Linked DNA regions of Zea mays: region 1 is linked to region 2. The links are chromatin contacts, called in public Hi-C maps. All regions are on one chromosome and are shown on one strand. Each heading gives the region's core, a stretch centred on a gene start, on an enhancer-like site or on the middle of the called end of the contact. The rest is flanking DNA. Distances are from core to core; before and after follow the strand shown.

Region 1 (6,046 bases), core at 2,239-4,738, 190 kb before region 2:
CATCACCCTTTCTGACTCCAAAGTATACAAGCAAAGGGAAGGTAACCTGCCTGAATGCAAGCGCTGGAAACAAAACCTATTTGGCCCCTTTGATGGGACAGTTGGCAGCATATTGTCTTGCAGAAACTGTTCTTCTGTGGTAGATTCCTAATTTCCTATGCTTCTTATTCTGTCACTGTTGAACTGTGGCTTATAAAAAAGTAACCTACTGTTGTCTTTCATATATGAATGCATTTTGTTCCGGATATACCACTGGATACATAGATATTGACACGATGTCCAGTGCATGCCCCTACCTTTCCTAGCCGTGGTAAAATTAAAGAATTATTATTATGGAAGTAATTTAGCCAACAACAAGTGATGCTATTTTCATATTGCCAATCAGTTATTTTGCGCATTTTGACAGTTAGCTTAAAATACTCCTGTTTTGTTAATTTTAATGTTCTCCCTTGTTACATATCTCACAGCTGTCATTGGACTTCGAGAATTTCCACTGCTTGCCTCTTTCGCCAGTCCTTAATGCAAATGGAGATATTGTATATCCGCGTCAACCTTCCTAAATTTCATTGGATGATTCAAGTTTTTTTTAAAAAAAATTATTCATTCGCTGTCCATTTTATGCTCATTAATGGTATTTTTGTTTGTTACGTTTATCCTATGTCATGACACTAGACCAGTGGGTGTAGTTTGGTGGATTGCCTAAAGTACTTCACTGTGGTGGAGCATCTTGACAACTATCGTTGTGACCGGTGTTGGCACATCATTGCTGCCAAATATCTTTCTCTTAGATCAGAAGTTGATGAGGTAATTATGTTCAACTTTGTATTAATTATCACTGCACTGCAAATTCTATTGCGCCCTTTGCAATGTTGAGTATGACAACTACATTGATAACTGTTACAGGAAAAGGTTAGCAAGCTTCAATCCTGTGTCGACTATGGCACTTGCAGTTGCAGGGATATGTTCCCCCTGGAGTCACTGCCATGTTCATCATCTTCACGAGCAACAAAGCAGCTGATTATCAGTCAGTGCCCGAAGGTATCCAAAATTGAAGTACTCGTTGAGACTCACATCAACTGTCATAAAATTAAGTAACACCTCCACCAATATGTCCTCTTCCAGATTCTGTGCATTCATTTTCTACGCGCTTCAGTCGGTCTTGACGGCGAGCCCATCAAACATCAGGTAAGCCCGCTGCTATATGTGACACGTGGTAACTCTACCACACAATATAATTAGCGCACCGGTTGATCAGTGCTTCGGCCGCAGGGACATATTTCTTTCCCTTTGCTTCTCAATCTGTCCCCGTTTACGGGAGGCGCGTCGAGTGCTGGACCTTTAGCAATGAATGCGCAAAGAGATGGCCAGCAAGCTCTCCATCTATACCGGCAACTGAATATGCAGGTGAGCAGACGTCTTACCTACTGGAGGGTACTTACCAAGCCAGCCGTGTAAGGAGGAAGCAGCGAACAATAGTGGCCACTCGATTCACGTGGTTGGTTACTCCAATTATAAATTTTTACTACCGGCAACTGAATAATCTGATCGCTCGCCATTTTCAGGCTAATGCTGACGTGTCCAGTAGTTCATCATCACCACCGCAGCTATCAAGGAGCAAGTTATACGGTCTCGCGGCCGTCGTGGAGCACTACGGGAAGTGTGGAGGAGGGCACTACGCAGTCTACAGGAGAGTCGCGTCGAATCCTGACCCTGATGATCCAGGCAAACCTGTTGCAGGCCTTGGCAAGCGGTGGTTTTACATCTCAGACGGCTACGTGTCAGAAGTTCCAGAGGAGGATGTACTGCGCGCGGAGGCCACGCTCCTTTTCTACGAGAGATTGTAGCCGCTTGTTGAGTAGCTAACGTGTGCATCATAACAAAATCTAGGACAGTTTTGTTGTGAGGAGTCTGATGTTCTTAGCGGTACCGTGAGCTTCCAAGTAGACGAGGAAACTAGCTGTGGCACAAAAAACAAAGCCTCTCGGCATCTCGACGTGGACTGCAGGCGTGTCTTAGGCAGTGTGGCCTACTTTTTTTTTGGGTCCTTGCAAACGTTAAAATAATTCTTCATGCAATACGTCAGTGAGGTCTTCCTCTTGAGAATAAATCAGATCACCATTGTTTTGCGACATTGTAAGCAGCAGATGGTGGATCGTGTGAGTTTTGTTCTGCTGACGATGAAATGCGTGTTAATCAACTTTCGGCTCACCGTAGTTTCTGTTTTCTTTTTATATAGGGAGGTACAGCGAACAGCGTAATAAAATGCCAAAATGCAGTTCCACTATAAGTACTAGTTTGGGAACATGTTTTTTTAAGGGATTTTTATTTTTCTTTAAAAAATTAATTTATTTTTTTTAGAAAATAGGAATTTCTTGAAAAAATGAAGTTTCTAAATTAACCCTAAAAATATTCTTTTTCAGAAAAAAAGGAAAAAGAGAGAGAAGACGGTATGAGAAGCCAAATGCAGAAGGTTGCACTTGAAGCCAAATGCAATTTCCGTGGGACCAGAAAAAAGGGGGCGATCTCTATCACTATGGACAACTGGCTAATCACGCCAATTGATAAGCAGCTGTATCTTTTGGAACGGCTCTATCTTTTGTTAGCAGGCGTTTCCGAGAGCTGGAAAACTGCAACTCTGCCGTAAGGGAATTATTTTAGCAGCCCTTCACGCGATGCAGCATGCCTTTCACCTGTTTTTCCTGCGGTACCTGCCAAAATGTTTGCCGAGCCAGCTCGCAATTCGAAACTAGCAGCGATTTATTATCCGTGGTAAAAAATATTTTTGGTTCTTGAACAAGGTATGGTCTATGGTATTGCCAGTACCAAAAGGATTCAAGAATACCGCCGCCGAACAGCGATGTATCGCCATGTGACCCCCCTAGAATGAATGAGGATACGCGCCAACTTGTGTATGGGCCAGTCTTATATATTTGGGCCCAATACCACGTCCCAGCCCGAGTGACATATATAGATATATGGAACCTGATTTCAAATTGAGCGGGAAGAAGGAACCGTAGTCCTCAACACCACCTTCTCCCGTGGATCAAGATGCATGGAAATGGTGAGATGGATGAGTTCAGGAGCTCCTCTTCTGAATCAGAAATGGGTCTTGAATGTCAGAGTGTTATGTGTCTTGGTCATAAAAAATTCTAGATATGCAATATCATATTAGGTAAGTTTGCCATTACACTAGCATTCTTTTTAACATTTATCGCCCGATTCCCCCCCCCCCCCCCCCCCCCCCCCCCCCATGTGGAACATGTTTGATATTCTTTTTTTTAACTCCTTATTACCCGATATACTGCGCTTATATCGTTAAACGACAAATATAATTTCAGCCAATATGTGGCGCTTTATGCTATCTGTAACCTTGATGATGAGGCACACAAGCTGCTAAAAATGCTGTTGGTGGTGTAAATCTTTTCTCCATCGCAAATCCCCCACTCCCCCTCCGATCCCCCCTGCGACCCTGCCCACCCTCCTCTCCTCCTGCATCCACCGCGCCATGTCTCAGGAAGGAGCCAACCTGCCGCAAGAAGTGGTGGGGAGCCATGATCAGGCCACCGCCCCCCACGGCAGCATCCCTGCACCGGCTGATTCCAACCCCAGCTCTGTCAGCAACCTGGCCAGCGCCGTCAACAACGGCGGGTCGTCTGAGTGTGCCAGCCCAGCGGTGCTCTCTGCCGGCGAGGACAACAACGCGGCGTCGTCCAAGACCGCCAGCCCGGCGGTGCTCTCTGCCGGCGAGGACAACAACGCGGCGTCGTCCAAGACCGCCAGCCCGGCGGTGCTCCATGCTGCCGACGACAACAACGCGGCGTCCAAGATCGCAGGCCCGGCGGTGCTCCTTGCCGGCGAGGAAAACAAGGCCAAGCTCAAGCTCGCGAGCCCGGCATCGCTCCTTGCCGGCGAGGAGAAGGGCAACAACGCTGATGAGTTCAAGCTCGCTAGCCCAAGGATGCTCCATGACTGCGACGACAACAATGCCGGGTCCCATGCTGGCGTGCGCAACTGCAACGCCGCCCAGTCCAAGCTCGCCAACCCGGCGGTTCTCCATGCCGGCGATGACAAGAAGGGCGGATCCAAGATCGCCGGCCCGGAAGTGCCCCACGCCAGTGTGACCAGCACCACCGGATCCAAGCTCAACGGCCCGGCGGCGCTCCATGCCGGCAATGACAACGACAGCGGCGGATCCAGGCTCCCAAACCCCGCAGTGCTCCATGCCAGCAAAGACATGGACAACAACGCCGGGCGGCCCAAGTTCGCCAGCCCGGTGTTGCTCCATGCTGGCGAGGACAACAAAGCCAGGACCAAGCTCGCAATCCAGGCGGGCGGTGGCGGTAACGCCGGAGCCGGATCGTCCAGGCTCACCAGATCGGCGGCGCTCCATGCCGGGAAGGACAACGGCGCCGGATCCAAGCCCGCCATCCAGGTGGTGCCACGCCTCCATGCCGGCGGCAAGGACAACAACGCTGGGTCGTTCAAGGCTGCCAGACCGTCGGCGGCCGACTCCGGCGAGAGCAACGCCAAGGAGGGAAAGAGCAACGTAGCTGGAGAACAACGTGCCCGTGAGGCCGGCGTGGGCTGTGGCGGCGGGAAGGGCAACGCCGCCGCGGTGGAGGATGTGGACCACGACTTGCACATCTTTACGGAGAGGGAGCGGAGGAAGAAGATGAAGAACATGTTCAGCACCCTACACGCGCTCCTCCCGCAGCTCCCCGACAAGGTTAGTGTATACGTGCATGTCTCTCTTTCCATTTTTCTTTTCTTGATTGAAGTTCTACATGAGCGATGTCGAGATGATGTGTGCTCGCAATCTGAAGAAATCGCTCCTTTTTTTCTGGACTGTTTTCGCAGTTCCTTCTGTTCATATGCAAATCATCAACTGCATGTGTTGTTGTGAATCCTAGATTTTTACTTATTAGTGCTTGCTTTGGCAATGTTGTGATCATTAGAACTAAATGTGGGAAAATTCTGTATTTCTTATTATTAAAGCATTTATGGAGTTCCCCACATTCGAATTCTACCTTCTCCGTGTCTTTGCATTGCATCCTCCATGGCTATCGAGCGGCTAGGTTAGGGTTTGGATCTCCTATTTGGATGCAAAAACTAAGAAGGCAATGACAGCACCTGCTACCGTGGAGAACCAAATACTCTATATCTATAAGTCGTCATGCTCCTCTAGATACAATTTTTGATATAATATAAAGATAGACATTGTGTCTAGATATAATAAATAATAAACAAATAAATTATATATTTAGAAAAGTTAAAACAACTTATAATTTAGAATATATATAGTACTAAGTAGCGTGTTCGGGCTTGTTTGGTTCAATGCCGAACTTGCTATAATTTTTTTTTTGTCTAAAGTTAGTTATTCAATATAGTCGACTCACCTTAGACAAGTTGTGGAGCAGATAGCCGAGAACCAAACATAGAATCTCAACATTAGGCTATTGGATGAATTAGCATGTTGACGGATTGGCTGCTATTCAGCATGACGCCGCTGAAGATGAGCACTGGATGTGGATTTCAGATTCAAATAAGGAAGAAAGTTGATCTAGAGGAAGAAGAATGTATCCAGTTGGCTTTGGATCCGTCTGATATGCACTTAGAAGTACTACGTGTCATTTAGTCCAGGCCAGCTACGAGTGTTTTCGATCGAAATCCAGCTCACAAAATAAATAAGAAGAAACCACAAAACTTAACTACTAGCTTCTTGAGAAATCATATATGCCAGCTAGAACTAGTGCATTGAACAGGCTGGATTTAGACACTCAAGCCTGAAAAGAGCCTAGACCAATCGGTAAAAGCGATGTCCAGGGACGGGCTTGTGCCTCTTTCTATGGCTCAGTGTTACTGTGTTAGCCTTTGAGTGGGATCGATCTCTGAGATTTGTCGTTGGGCTTTTTAAAGCCCGCCTCAGCCCGAGGTTTCAACATACCCTCCATGTAACTCAAATCGCCACCTTCCAATGTTGCCTCTTCCATCGTTCTAATCTCTCATCTTAAGGATTATTCAGAAGCACCTAGTTTAGTTTTTTAAG
Region 2 (5,861 bases), core at 949-3,448:
CTGTCTAAAAGCTTGGTCTCAGGGCAAATAAATTCCAAGAACTTATTGCAGCCAAAGCCTAGATCTCCATCATGTGTTGAAATAATCCCAAGTTCAAGATATGTATCATATTTTGAAAGAATTCATCATTTAATTAAGTAGAACTTAATTAAAAGAATTCTTGTAGCAGTCAGCATGACTGCAGCGTCCAGCCTGGCTCCATAGCCCGCGACGCCTGCATGGTCCGTGATCTTTTTGGGTAGCACGTATAGGTAATCATCTCAAAAGATGTAGACCTCATAGTGATAGGCATTTCAAATGCGGCCTAAAGCACGGTCTCTGGGCTACTAAATTCTATAAAGAATTTAGCGCAGCCAATGCTTAGGACTCCATCACCCTATGCTTTCACCCATAAACTGCAACCTCATGTTGCATGTAGACCATTCAGTTTCGACTTATTATATGTGCTATGTTTTCCATGCAATCATAAAGAATGCAAAAACAAAGCAAGTCGAAAATATGTGAATATAAATGTAAAAATAATATAATTTACTATCAAATCTGTATTTTTTATAATAAAAACAGACAAGTATGTACAATTACATATCTCATCAGAAGTCTAAATATTCAAATTTAGATTCTCAACACTGAGTGAAAGTAATTGAACAGAAAATAAATAAAAATAAAAATAGTCGGGCGCTCGTGGCCCATCTATGGCTGAAACCGGCCCATGAACCGGCATATAAAATCAACCGTTAGGGTTAAAACCCTAACCGTCCATCACCATGGACAGGGACGGCCGCCGCCTCCTCCGGCGGCGCGGACCCGGCCGGGCGCTTGGGCACGTGTTCCGGTGGCGCGTGCACGGCCCAGGCTGGGGCGCGCACAGCGGGCGCAACCGCGGTGGCTGTACGGGCAGCCTTGCGCGCGGGCGCGACCCCTATGCCTCGGCTCGCCGGCAGGCGGCCCGGCCAGTTGCGGCGGTTGCCAGGGCGCGAGCGCGGGAGCGGCTGCCCAACCACGACGCGCGGGCATGGCAGCGCGCGACGAGGTTGCCCGGCGCGGGCGCCACGCGAGTACGGCCTCGGCACGGCGGCCCAGCCCCAACGGCGCCAGGTCGGGCGCGGTGGCCCCGGCTCGCGGTCCCGGGCAGCGCGGCCCTGGCTGCACAGGCGCGGCCCCCTGGCGGCACGCCGGCGCGTCCCCGGCTGCACAGGCGCGACCCCTCCGCTCGGCACGGGCGCAGAGGCCCGGTGCGAGCGCGCTGCTCGGCCGTGGGAGGCTCGGCCAGGCGGGCGGGTGCGCGCGGGCCCGGTCAGGCGAGCGGCCTCCAACGGCGGCGCGCGGCCCCTTGTGGTTCAGGCACAACGGCCGCGGTCCCAGCCCTGGCGGCTCAGGGCGTCGTCCCCGGCCCCGGCGCAAGATCTGGCGCGGCGGACTCGTGTGGCCCCTGCGTGGCTTCGCGCGGGCGAGCGCACGGCCTCAGCGCGAGGGCGCGCGGCCTCGGCCAGGGCACTTCCGGCCAAGCGCAGACCCAGCGCGGCCTCCGGCCAGGAGCGGGCCCTGCCCGTTCGTGAGGTGCAATCTGGCAAGCGTTAATTGCCTCTGCAGTCCGCGTAGCCACAACCAGGCAATGTCCATCATGCAATTTGTGTAGAAATTGAAAGAACGACAGTGCCAAAAGAACACATCAGAAAAGGGTAATAACATCCTACTTTTCTCTGGATGAGCGTAAACCAGTACGCGCGCCATGATCCTTACAGAAAGCGCTGCGTCGGTGACGCGTAGGGCAGTTCTTCATTTTCCCTTCATCTCTCGCTTCTCTGATCGAGTGGTGCTGATAACGTGTTATAATATACTCAGTGGTAAATGAGAATTGAGAGAGACAAATGACAGTAGTAGTTCTTTATTGCAGAGAATCTGGTTTATATACATGTGAATACAGTGTCTTCCAAGGGGTGTGTCCCTTGGGAGAAAACTGTCAGGGGGAGAGGGTTGATCACATGACAATACTTTGTAACACATACTACTACTATTTGATAGGGATCCTTTGGTTTAGGGAGACTAATTTTTAATCTACCCACTTTATTCTATTTTAATTCTTAATTATTAACTAAATTAGAGTTTTAGTTTTAATTTAGAACCTAAAATAAAATAAAATAAATTAGTTTCTATAAATCAAACATCCATACCGTACGTACCGCCCAGATCCCGGCCAAGCTCACAAATTCCATTCGGGCCCCTGCCTTCTCCGCCTCCACCCGCCTCATTCCGTCATTCGGGTCTCCAGCAGTCCAGCTGTTTCCGCTCCCGCCTCCTCCTGTCCTCCTTCCGGGTTCCGGCGCAGCCTCTCTCGCCCCGTCCAGGACGCAAGCGTACCCTAGGCGGAGCCACCTTCCACTCTTCCAGAAATCTCTCTCCGGAGGCCGGAGGGGAGGCCAGGATGGCAGCACCAGCGACGTCGGGGCCGCCCGCGAGCGCCAACGGCTCCCTCGCGGGGGTGGCCGCGGCGGTGGGAGCGCCCACTAACCCCATGGCGACGGCGATGCTCACCGATCAATACCAGTTCTCTATGGCCTACGCGTACTGGAAGGCCGGGAAGCACGCCGACCGAGCCGTGTGAGCGCCCTCTCCCTGTCCCCGCTTCGTTGCTGTGCCCGTGCGCAATTTGTTCAGCGGTGCCGGTTGGATTGGATTGGATCGGGAGGTTGTGATCTGTCGACTGTCGTGAGGGTGGTGGGCGGGAGTCGGGACGGTTTGTCCGTGCCGTGTTAGGTTTTGAGGGATGGGGCTTTCAGGGCCATGTATTGGATTGGAGCTCGGTCCCTCCCTGCCGCAATTCCCTTGTTGCTGTTCTGTTGCTAGTGCTGTGCTCTCGTTTTTGGTTCTGATCAATGTGCTGGGAGCGTTAGTTCTCGTAGGATCGGTTATTTGGTATTGCTGATTTTCCCTCTTATTGTTTTCCCACCACTGTGGGCTAAGACGGTGTGTTTTTTTACATCGTGGACCATTGATTGTTCAGAGTATTTTATTTTATTTTCGATCTGGTGCTCTGGTTTTGCTTTCGGAATCCTTTTCGTGTCTAGTTAGATTTTTCTCTTGCCCCAGCAGTGATATTTTAAGCAGTGGCTGTCAGGATTTAAATCTACCTACGGCGAAACTTCCAAAATTTGAAATTACAAATATAACGAGCACAATAAACATGTCCATACAAATATGCTAAACTAAAAAAACAATTTCTGATGACGTACCTTATAAACAATTCAGTGCATAATCTGATAAATCATGTGACAAACAACTAAACTAGTAGAAAGAATTATTGGATGCAATTTTATTTTTCCTTCTTCCCCGTCATGGCCCAAGAGAAGAACATGAGATTGATCTAATCGTTGAACTGCTGAACCGTTGGCAAGATGGCAACGCCTTATACGATACCTTTTTTTTACCAGAACTCTAAAAGCCCATGAGCCACGTAAAGCAGGAACTACACACCCTCAGCTGCCAGGTAGGCTTGCATGTTTTTGTTCAGCACCGACCGGAGGTATTCTCGCCGTATCTCAGCTGTGGCGAGCGCCAGACCTCACTCACCACTGCATGGATCCGCCACTGATTTCAAACATATCTTCGTCTCGACATCTACAGTTGATGTATGTCAATATGCATTCTCTATTGCTAATACAATGTTGCCGATGTAAAAACTGAGCAAGTGGGATGCCACCTTTAGTATTTTGATTTGTGCTGTACTGTGTTCAAACCGGGCTTTCATTTTCATTGCTCAACCTTGTATTTCTCCGCTGAGCCCTTTCCATTGTGCAATTTTAATTGCTCCTTGTCGATGTTGATATTTATCTGTTTTTATTTGTTTGGAGTGGACGATGCATTCATTTGGGATTATCGTGCTCTTCTTAGAGGTATATTCTGCATTTGGTGTTAATTTATCCTAAGTTGGCTTTAGGAGCCAAACCTTTTTTTCCTAGTTCTAATTGTATCTCTTGGATATTTTTCACAATTTGCATATGACATGACACATGAGTATTATTATGATGTAATTCAGAAGGTACGTGGACATTTGAATAGACAAACAGATGAATGACATTTACTGCTTGAGTAAACAAACAAGTCAATCAATTCATCTCTGGGTTTTATATTTATTTGCTTTGGCCATCCAAGGTTTGAAATGTGTACAATCACAAACGTATGCAAGAAAGCAACTTTGACTTAAAATAGTTGCATATTTTAGTTGCAGAAAACTCCTTTTTTTAGAAAAAAACAAGGTGATATCATCATATGTGTGTTGGCTGCTAGTTCAGGAACAGGGGAGTTTTTATGGGGGAAAAGCTATAATTGTGTCATTCAAAGAATATTCTAGGAAGGTACCTTGAAACTACCCTGGGCTGTTTTATATATTGCTCGTACAGCATGACAGTGCAAAACTTCTTGGTCGATACTGAGGTAAACAAGAACTTTGTGTGAAGCGATCTTCTCTATGTCTTGGAATGTAACCCTAGTTCTTAATGGTCATATGTGCCCCATACCCTTAAGTTCATATGGATAGAACTTCCTTGTATGCATTGTATTAAAACGTTGTTTGTCCACAGTATTAAAATATTTGTCGGCTTCTCATAAAGCAACGGTTTTTAATTTACCTCAGCAGCTCCCTAGATTGCACCAGAGATGCCTCCACGTGACTCCAAATAAAGTATGCCAATGTTAAAATATTTTTTATCTCAAATTTAGGAAAATGTAATGCAAGTGGCATTATGGAAAGTTAATGGTAGGCCTTGGTATTGTTAGAGTCGAGGAAAAATGGCAACTTGTGTATTTCATAGGGCCTAAAGGGCAAAAGTACTACTAGAGTGACTTGGAGCTTTTTTTGACAAGGGGATTCCCCATTTATATTACTTTCATAATAGAAATACAACACAGAGACAGGGTAGCAGAACAAAGAACTACTAGAGTTCGACATATCAAGATGCAGGTGAACAACATCACGGCAAGGGGGGAAACGACGCCTACTGGATTATTACACAAAGTTTTCTTCCAGATAGGCACGCAGGCCTGATTCAGGACACTCCCAGACATCCCAGATTTTTTTTTCAAAAACACAGGAGAGCTGCGTATCATTATATTAAGAAGAATAGGTGAGGCAAGAAGAAAACCTCATACAACTTTACACAGACCCACATACACTAGATTATAGGTAGAAATACCGCAATATAAACAGCTAGACCCGTGACCATGGAGACCCTAAAATAAAGATTACCGGAATTGACTTGGAGCTTATGGTCATTGAATTTCAATCTCTCAGCAAATTTTCAAAACCATGCATCTATAATGAATTCAGACAATTGGTGAAAAAAGGTTCAAGAATTTCTAATCCTTGGAACTCACAAAATAATCTTTGTCATTTCATGGGAAGTTGGGAACTGACTACTTAGTAGCAATTTGAATGTCCATCCAATGCAACCCATCTTGTTGCATTTTAGTCTTATTACGACCAAGAAAACATTTCTGCCTGTTGTCTGCTTCCTCATGCAAGTTCTAGTCCTCCATAAACCTTTCAGTGAATCTAGTTTCAAGCCTTCTGATTGAGTTTCAGTGGATACAATCTGTCTATGGATAGAAATAATGTATCACACGTAATAGCTTTGTCAACTTAATTCTGACTTGAATCCTTTTTCTTTCACAGGTTTGACCTGTACTTTAGGAAAAATCCATTTGGTGGGGAGTTCACTGTTTTTGCTGGCCTTGAGGAGTGCATCAAATTTATGGCGAATTTTAAGTTCACAGAACATGACATTTCTTTCCTGCAATCAGTCATGCCAACATGTGCGGTATCACCTCATCCATACATGAGTAGCCTCTTTCTTCCCATGATTCTG

The links. A called contact is a pair of places that touch in the nucleus more often than the background predicts.
Region 1: a contact with region 2 is called in a Hi-C map of leaf, with 5 times the contacts expected there. The contact joins the promoter of Opaque11 here to the promoter of LOC103646450 in region 2. A contact is called at or near these places in 6 of 25 Hi-C or Micro-C datasets (bundle sheath, ear, endosperm and 1 more).

The regions. Positions count from the first base shown.
Region 1 is chr2:53,751,775-53,757,820 of Zm-B73-REFERENCE-NAM-5.0, reverse strand. Opaque11 (Opaque endosperm 11) reads left to right here and starts at 3,488. Exons shown (of 3, transcript NM_001349055.2): 1 at 3,488-4,726. The coding sequence starts at 3,506. It overlaps LOC100193497 (Ubiquitin carboxyl-terminal hydrolase), which reads left to right. Exons shown (of 11, transcript NM_001138611.2): 5 at 1-139; 6 at 468-536; 7 at 673-804; 8 at 904-1,038; 9 at 1,123-1,185; 10 at 1,270-1,404; 11 at 1,563-2,115. The coding sequence ends at 1,844.
Region 2 is chr2:53,564,519-53,570,379 of Zm-B73-REFERENCE-NAM-5.0, reverse strand. LOC103646450 (nicotinate phosphoribosyltransferase 2) reads left to right here and starts at 2,198. Exons shown (of 16, transcript XM_008671185.2): 1 at 2,198-2,598; 2 at 3,429-3,626; 3 at 5,669-5,813. The coding sequence starts at 2,423.